Linked DNA regions of Mus musculus: region 2 is linked to region 1. The links are chromatin contacts, called in public HiChIP or PLAC-seq maps. All regions are on one chromosome and are shown on one strand. The core of a region is the stretch at or near the end of the contact, and the rest is flanking DNA. Distances in the headings are between cores, read along the strand shown.

Evidence for each region. HiChIP or PLAC-seq counts read pairs in DNA pulled down with a chosen protein or histone mark.
Region 2: a RAD21 HiChIP or PLAC-seq map of pro-B cells shows a contact between it and region 1, with 7 times the contacts expected there. The contact joins the promoter of Nr2c2ap here to the enhancer-like site in region 1. A contact is called at or near these places in 6 of 39 promoter capture datasets (the 3T3-L1 cell line, the C10 cell line, fetal liver and 3 more), 2 of 15 datasets of contacts at CTCF or cohesin (large pre-B cells and pro-B cells), 38 of 484 Hi-C or Micro-C datasets (B cells, CD4 T cells, the G1E-ER4 cell line and 26 more), 28 of 115 datasets of contacts at active chromatin or transcription factors (the HPC-7 cell line, the SCID.adh cell line, Th17 cells and 20 more) and 3 of 9 other capture datasets (adipose tissue, liver and pancreatic islet).

What each region holds. Positions count from the first base shown.
Region 1 is chr8:69,918,863-69,922,337 of GRCm38.p6, reverse strand. All of the region lies in intron 3 of Gatad2a (GATA zinc finger domain containing 2A), which reads left to right. Among named protein-coding and RNA genes, the nearest start is that of Tssk6, 18 kb to the right of the region's middle. Within about 2 kb of position 1,972, at least 268 of the 459 cell types and tissues checked have an H3K27ac peak or open chromatin away from gene starts, as enhancers often do. A contact at or near this core is called in B cells, the G1E-ER4 cell line, the HL-1 cell line and 31 more, where this site is marked.
Region 2 is chr8:70,129,746-70,133,220 of GRCm38.p6, reverse strand. It overlaps Nr2c2ap (nuclear receptor 2C2-associated protein), which reads right to left and starts at 1,894. Exons shown (of 5, transcript NM_001025586.2): 1 at 1,622-1,894; 2 at 1,213-1,303; 3 at 704-809; 4 at 567-634; 5 at 1-124. The coding sequence starts at 1,659. The coding sequence ends at 5. Rfxank (regulatory factor X-associated ankyrin-containing protein) reads left to right here. Exons shown (of 9, transcript NM_011266.2): 9 at 1-2,415.

The sequences.
Region 1 (3,475 bases), core at 723-3,222:
GGCATCTCCCCTACACTGTAGTAGGGCTCAGGAATCTCCCCTCTAATCCAGATCAAGGCTGGAGACGCTCCTGGAGTTCTAACCCTGCCCCATGCTTCAGGCTCCTGGGTCTCTGAGTCAGGGGAGTCTGGCATTGTCCAACACTTCTGTCTATGCCCTCCAGGACGCTGGTTTGCCTACTCTGGAGAGGCAGCCACTGTGGCCTGGTAGCAGACATGCCAATCTCAAGAGTTAGCTTTGCACAGACAGCCCCATCTTGTCAAGGTGAAACAGGTCCTTTAGGGCCAGCAAAGCTGTCCCACGGCCTTGGGGAAGTAGAGCTCCTACTCTGCTTGGTGCTGACACATCTGAGCATTCAAAACTGAGAAACATGGGTAAAAGAGTGCCCCTCAGGAGGCGGGAGGCAGCATAACTGTGGAGTCCCTCACTTTGTGGAGCACTTTCAACAGCCTAAGTCACTAACCCACAGCTTTGTGGGTGCATCTCCTCTCCACAGGAACAGGCTAATGCCTATAGGAGCGTCACTATGGGGACGGGCCTCTAGCTTTGTGTAGAAGCCCCATAGCCTCTTCCACCCAAGTCAGTTCAGTCATAGCTGACCTTAAGGTTGGGGTGCTTGGGAATACTTATTCTAGAGCAGCATGGCCCTGGCACTGAGGCACCGTGATCCTTCTGGGTGCCCTTATTGGGAGCTGAGGCTGCACCACACCCATGTGAGAGGGATAGGGAGGATGGGGAATCCCTCCTGTGAGTTAGAGACACACAAGCTGTGTAGACAAGGAAGTCAGGCCTATTCAAGAGGGTAGGGTAGCTATGCTTGTCCATCCTGTCCCATCTGTCTGTCTGTTTTCACACAGACATGTACTAGGTGAGAAAGGCGACATCTGAAAGCAGTCCCTTAGGAAACAAAGGGGCCCTGCAGGTCTGATGTCCTCTTTTGGCTTATGTGCCATGGGGCTAATGAATGCCAACACAGGCCATTCCAAAGGTCAGAGGTCCATTGAAGGGTGATAGAGACAGATCATGGCTAGCCAGGGCTTGGTGGACAGACTTGTGAGTCAAGCTAGTCTGTGTTGTGGTGCAAGGTTTGGGTGCAGAAGAGTAGGTGTATAGGCCATGACAGCCAAGCTGGCCCTGAGGAGGACTTGGTCCTCAGTTGATGTAGGTGTTCTTCCTCCTCCGATCAGATTGAAGAGACATGGATAGGATCCAAGCACCTCCTCTGATGTGGGCTATCCCAGTGCTCAGCCCCTTCTCCAGGACACAGCACACATTCCTGGTAGGAGACAGCTTTTGGTGCTAATGGCCAGACTGGCTGGCTTCTGGAGATTTTTACTGGTGATGTGAAGCTACTTCATCACTGTGTGTTTTCAACATAGACAGGTAGGACAGGTTCACACAGCATCCAGAAAAAGCAGTTGTCCCTGCCGGCCTGGCCGTGCTCCAGAGCTCTCCATGTCACTCTTCATTTTACTCTTATGCCTATGGGTTTCATGAAAGGCTCCCTCTGAAATTGTGCCTGTGATTGATCCATGTATTCTGGTTCCTAAGTTAAAAGCTATCTAGAAAAGTGCAGAGAATCTTGAAGGTATTTCTGTTAAAAGCTGAGCTTCGGAAAGCCTTTCAGTTTGGAAGGGAGAGGGGCTTGTGGTTTCCTCTGTTTTTTGTAGGAGATGACCACAGGCGACTGGATGCCTGGAGGCTGCACAGAAAGGGGAAAGTGGAGCCTCCATTTTCTGACAGCACCTGAACCCTTACCTCTCTTCTCAAAATGAAGGCCGTGTGTCACAAACCGGTTAGAACTGCCCGTTGCCATGGTTTTCACGTTGGAAGGCACAGTTAAAGGGTCACATGACCAGAGAGGGAAATGCCTTTGTCACATGACTTTTTGGTGGCCTGATTAGCATAGAGGAAGTTCACTCCGGGCAGGCTGGCTGCTGCTGGGATGCTGAGTGATACTGATAGCAGTGACATCATCTCTGAAATTGATTAGTTGGGGCCCAGGATGGGGTCAGAGAGCAACAGTGGTCAGGGCTGTCTTCCAAGGAAGCCTAAGTCCAGGATGGTCTCTGCCCCAGCAGTGCCCTCATTCCTCACAGACATCTCAAATTTTATTAGACGACTCACCTCAGAAAGATAGGAAAGAGATAAACTCCACAGTTGGGTGTCCTTTGGTCTGCCTAGAAAGCCAGTCCTAGACTGTAACTCTGTCATAGGTGCCTCTTAAGCCCAGCTGTTAATTCACTTGGGCACCCCCCTGGGCCAGTACCACAGCCACGGCACTGGGCTGCTCCTCTGCTACACAATATACAGTTGGTGGCATGCACAGTCAGTGGACCTGGAATTGAAGCTGTCTGATCACCTTGAAACCTGACCTCGGGTGAGGGCCGGTGGGAATGTTGGAGGAGAGATTGACTTGGAGTGTTTGAAGAGACCCGAGGGAGACAGATGCCCAGGGTCTCTTTTTTTAAGCTGTTTTGTTGTTTGTTTGTTTGTTTGTTTTTAAAGATTCATGTATTTGTATATTATTTATTTTTGTACAACAGTGCTTTGCCTGTATGTACGTCTCTGTGAGGGTGTCAGATACCCTGGAACTGAAAATTCAGAAACTTATGAGCTGCTGTGTGGGTGCTGAGAATTGAGCCCTGGTCCTCTGGAAGAGTAGCCAGTGCTTTTAACTGTGGAGCCATCTCACTAGCTCTCTCAATTTTTTTAAATAATTTGTTTGTTTTGTGTGCATTGTTATTTTGCCTGCTTGTGTGTCTGAGTGAGGCTGTCCAAATCCCTGGAATTTAAGTTACAGTAGTGAGCTGTCTTGTGGGTTCTGAGATTTAAACCTATGTTGTCTTAATCACAGAGCCATTTCTCCAGCCCTTCCAGGGTCTCTTTTAAATGACTGGTTTCTGGGCTGCCGAAGCCTGACTCTCAAGAACCTCCAGGCTTAAGCCTTCAGGCTGTGGCCAGTGTGCACGTATAGCTGTCATGTGGGAATCAGGAAGCCAGCCAGATGCTGGCTGGTCAGCCTCTGCCCACCATGCCACTCTTCTTGAGAATACAGCTGGCAGGAACCAGTGGTGGGGACCCAAAGAGTCTTCACCTAGTGACTCACCTCACCCTGCTCAAACCCAAACCACAGAGACAGATCTGCACTGTGACTTCCACCTAACTTTATCCTGTGTCACAGTGCCATCTAGTGGACATATTCTGAGCTGCTTTCCACAAGCAAGTTGGTACTTGCTTGGGTGCTGGGATACACACCAAGGGGCAGTTTAGATTGTCCACTGTGGGCAGTACTTTTTCTAGGACTTAGTGCTCCTCCCACCTCCTTCCTGTGTTACAGCAACAGAGCACACTGGCTTTAAGGATTTAGAAGCAACAGATGTGTATGCCCTCTGATACCCTTCACAAAGAGGGAGGTCTAATTTTGGGGTGCTCCTGTGTGGGTTAACTGATGTAGGCTATATTATAGCCACTG
Region 2 (3,475 bases), core at 645-3,144, 210 kb before region 1:
CTTCTCACCCTGCCTTCTCACCCAGCACCCGCAGGTGGTAGATGACTACACGGCCAAAAAAGTCGGTGGTGTCCTCAAAAGTCAACTTCAGTCGGTCCACCTCCATTGTGGGGATGGAGAAGGTGTGACTTCTTGCAGTCAAGGAAATGGTGGTTTTATCTCTGACCCATCAGGCCCCACCTTCCCAGTCCAGAGACCACCCGATGGGCCACTGACTAAAGGCTCTTGATTCTCATACCCAGCAAGAAATCAATAGCACCTTTTTTTCTTTTTCTTTTAAATATGGGGGTCTCAGGTAACCCAGGCTGGCCTCAAACTGTAGTTGAGGCTGACCTTGAACTCCTGATCTTCCTGCTGCCCCTCCAGGGCACTAAAGCACAGAGAAGCAGTTCCTACTCCTGCGGAGGAGGTCAAAGCTTTGATTCTTTTGAGACAGGGTCTGGTCCAAGCTGGCCTGGCATTCTGGATCCTCCTGCCCCAGCCTCCCCAGTGCCATTACCACCACACCCAAAGACCTGAAGCTTGTAGAAAACCAGATCCCTCCCACCACAAGACAGGCAGGATATCTGAAGGGCATTGGTGTCCTCAGGGTAGAAATCTACAATCTTGCTGAGTGCCTCCCCACCCCGTGAACCTGCAATGGAGAAATGGGCTAAGAATCCAGGGAACCCTGTGGACACCCCACCTCTCAGCTTTCTTGTACCTTCCAGGCAGCTGTGGCGACTGGAGAAGCCACCCTGGAACTGCACCTGCAGCTGTGTGATCTGAACACACTGGGGAAACTCGAGTGACACCCACTGGGAGGGGCCCTGGAAGCAGAGGGATAAACTGAGGCACTTGGTAACTGCAAGGTTAGGGCCCTATGATGTTCTGTTCATCTTTCTTTCTTTTTTTTTTCCCCAAGACAGGGTTTCTCTGTGTAGCTCTGGCTGTCCTGGAACTCACTTTGTAGACCAGGCTGGCCTCGAACTCAGAGATCCACCTGCCTCTGCCTCCCAAGTGCTGGGATTAAAGGCGTGTGCCACCACTGCCCGCCTTTTTTGTTTGTTTGTTTTTTGTCTGTTCATCTTTCAAGTGTCACTGCCACGGCCAGCACAGGAAGGGTACAAGCACACTGTGCTTTCTAGTCTCCCCAGAGATCTCAAGGCACCCTGTAACCTTGCATCTTCTACACCCCTACACTTGGAATGAAGGGGTATAGAAGCACCTCACCTGGTCAGAGTTCCAGCACGTCTCTTCATCCTGGTCAAAAAGATGTTTCTTTCCAAATTGCCGGCTGTTGCGATTGAGCACAGAACTGACCCTGCAGGACAGGACCAGGTTAGGGGCCTCAACACTTGGACATCCTTGCTGTGAGCCACCCACCAGGCCGGCCGGCCCCACACCCAAGAACTCTGCTACCAACAGCCAGGAACTTAACTACCAGACCGCACCCCCAGCCAGGGAACAGATGCACCAGGCAACACACCACTTAAACCACGGGACTCTACCACCTGGCTCCGCCCCCAGGCTGCTCCAGGTTCCTGATTCTGGACCCCAGCTAGCTGCCATCTGGGCCTCGTCTCCACAACTCAGCTCCCAGTTCTTCCGCCCCCGCGCCCAGATCTACACTGAGTCTCACCTGCTCACAGTGTCCGGACAAACCAAAGACTGAGTCATCACAGTTCTAGGATGACTCGCGGAACGCGAGTTCGAAGCCCGGCGCTGCCACTCCCAACTTGATCTAGCGGCCACACTCCCTACCCCCGGCCACCTCTATATGACAAGGTGGGCGATCTGGGAACCGGAGGAACACTAAAAGCAGCTTTCTAAACCAACCGAGCCCCAGCGGCTCTGCAGATCTACGAACCCGGAACCGCGTGCGGATAGCGCACGCGCAGTGCTACACAGACACTGTTCCGTTCGCGGGGCCGGGGCGGGGTTTATGGCACCTCCCCTTCGCCTCTTAAAGGGCCCTCACACTGAGGTTTCTGGTTCTGTTGAACTACACACCTAGTGGCTACAAAATGTTCCCATGGCCTTCCTGTGATCATGTCTACCTGCAGAAGGCCTTGCTCGCCGTGGATGCAGCTTGGGAGCCCTGCACCCCATTGCCTTCCAAAGAGGCCAAAATAAATGTTGAAGAGGCCGTGCTACTGGGTGCATCAGTCACCCCCAGCCCTTGCGTCCTGCTCCGACCCTAAATCCATCTCCTGCAGGGCTTACGTTTCATGCTAACATGGACAGTAGCAGATCTGCCTAATATATTTTTGAGACAGGGTCTCGTGTAGATTTGGCTGCCCGGAATTTGCCTCGCAGGTAATGGCCGCCTAGACTCCCAGAAATCCTCCTGCCTCTGCCTCCTGAGCCCTGGGATTAAAGGCATGCACCTTCACGCCCCGTATTGGGATTAAAGTATATTTTTTAATTAAAAACACTTTAATGTGTAATGAGTGTTTTGCTTGAGTGTTTGTATACTATACATGTCTGGTAATTGTCCATCCAGAAGAGAACATGGGATCTCCTGTACCACCACTTCCAGTGAGGCTGCTGGAAACCGACTGTAGGTCCTCTGCGAGAACAGGAAGTGCTCTCAAACATTTTCCAGAGTCTACTTTTTGTATTACTTTTATTAATATGTGGAAGTTAGAGCATAACGTGTAGGAGTTAGCTTTCTCCTTTCACCGCATGGGTCCTGGGGATTGCATTTGAGTCATCAGGGTCAGCTACTTTACCAACTGAGCCATCTCCTCAGCTAAGGAGCTCAATAGCAGGCTGCCCAGAAAGTGCAAGGCACTGGGTCCCATCACCAGCGCGAAGGATAAATCAGTCTCTCAGCGAATGCTTTCCTAACATGTTATGGAAGACTTGGTCAAAGAATGGTGTAAGGTGGATTTCAGAGGATGCAGAGGAGTGTGTCCCAGTGGGAGCAAACAAAACCAGACATAGACACCCCAAACATCATGGGTTCAGGGATGAGTCACAGGAACAAAGAGACTGAAGAAGCAGGGAGACTTTCTAAAGGAAGGGCTTTCTGGAAGAGAAAGAGTTCCAGGCCAGGGATTAGCAAAAACATAGAATCAGGTGACACAGACAACAGGTTTGAATGAGAGCTAGGGAGCCACTTCCCACTGGTCTGCAGCAGCTTTGGGGAGAGGGTGGAACCCCAGCCTGCTCTCTGAATGAAGACTCCCAAGACAGAGCAGCCTCTGGGTTGAATGGCCTCTGATCTTTCCTCTTTCTGTGAGCGCCAGAGGGTTCCTTAGCATCCCACCGGTGTCTCCTAAGTCCGCCCCAGGAAGCAGGCCTGGCAGGGTAACTGGGTCACATCAGGAGGGATGCCCTGCCAGCCCAGAAATGCAGGGCCTTCCTTGCCAGGCCATCCAGCTTCAGCCTAGCTGTTTTCCAAGGCCATGCGTCATTAAACGTTTGGCTATGTGTTCTCAGACAAACCTTTGACCTCTGAGCTCAACTTCCTGCCTGTGAAAAGTAGGCC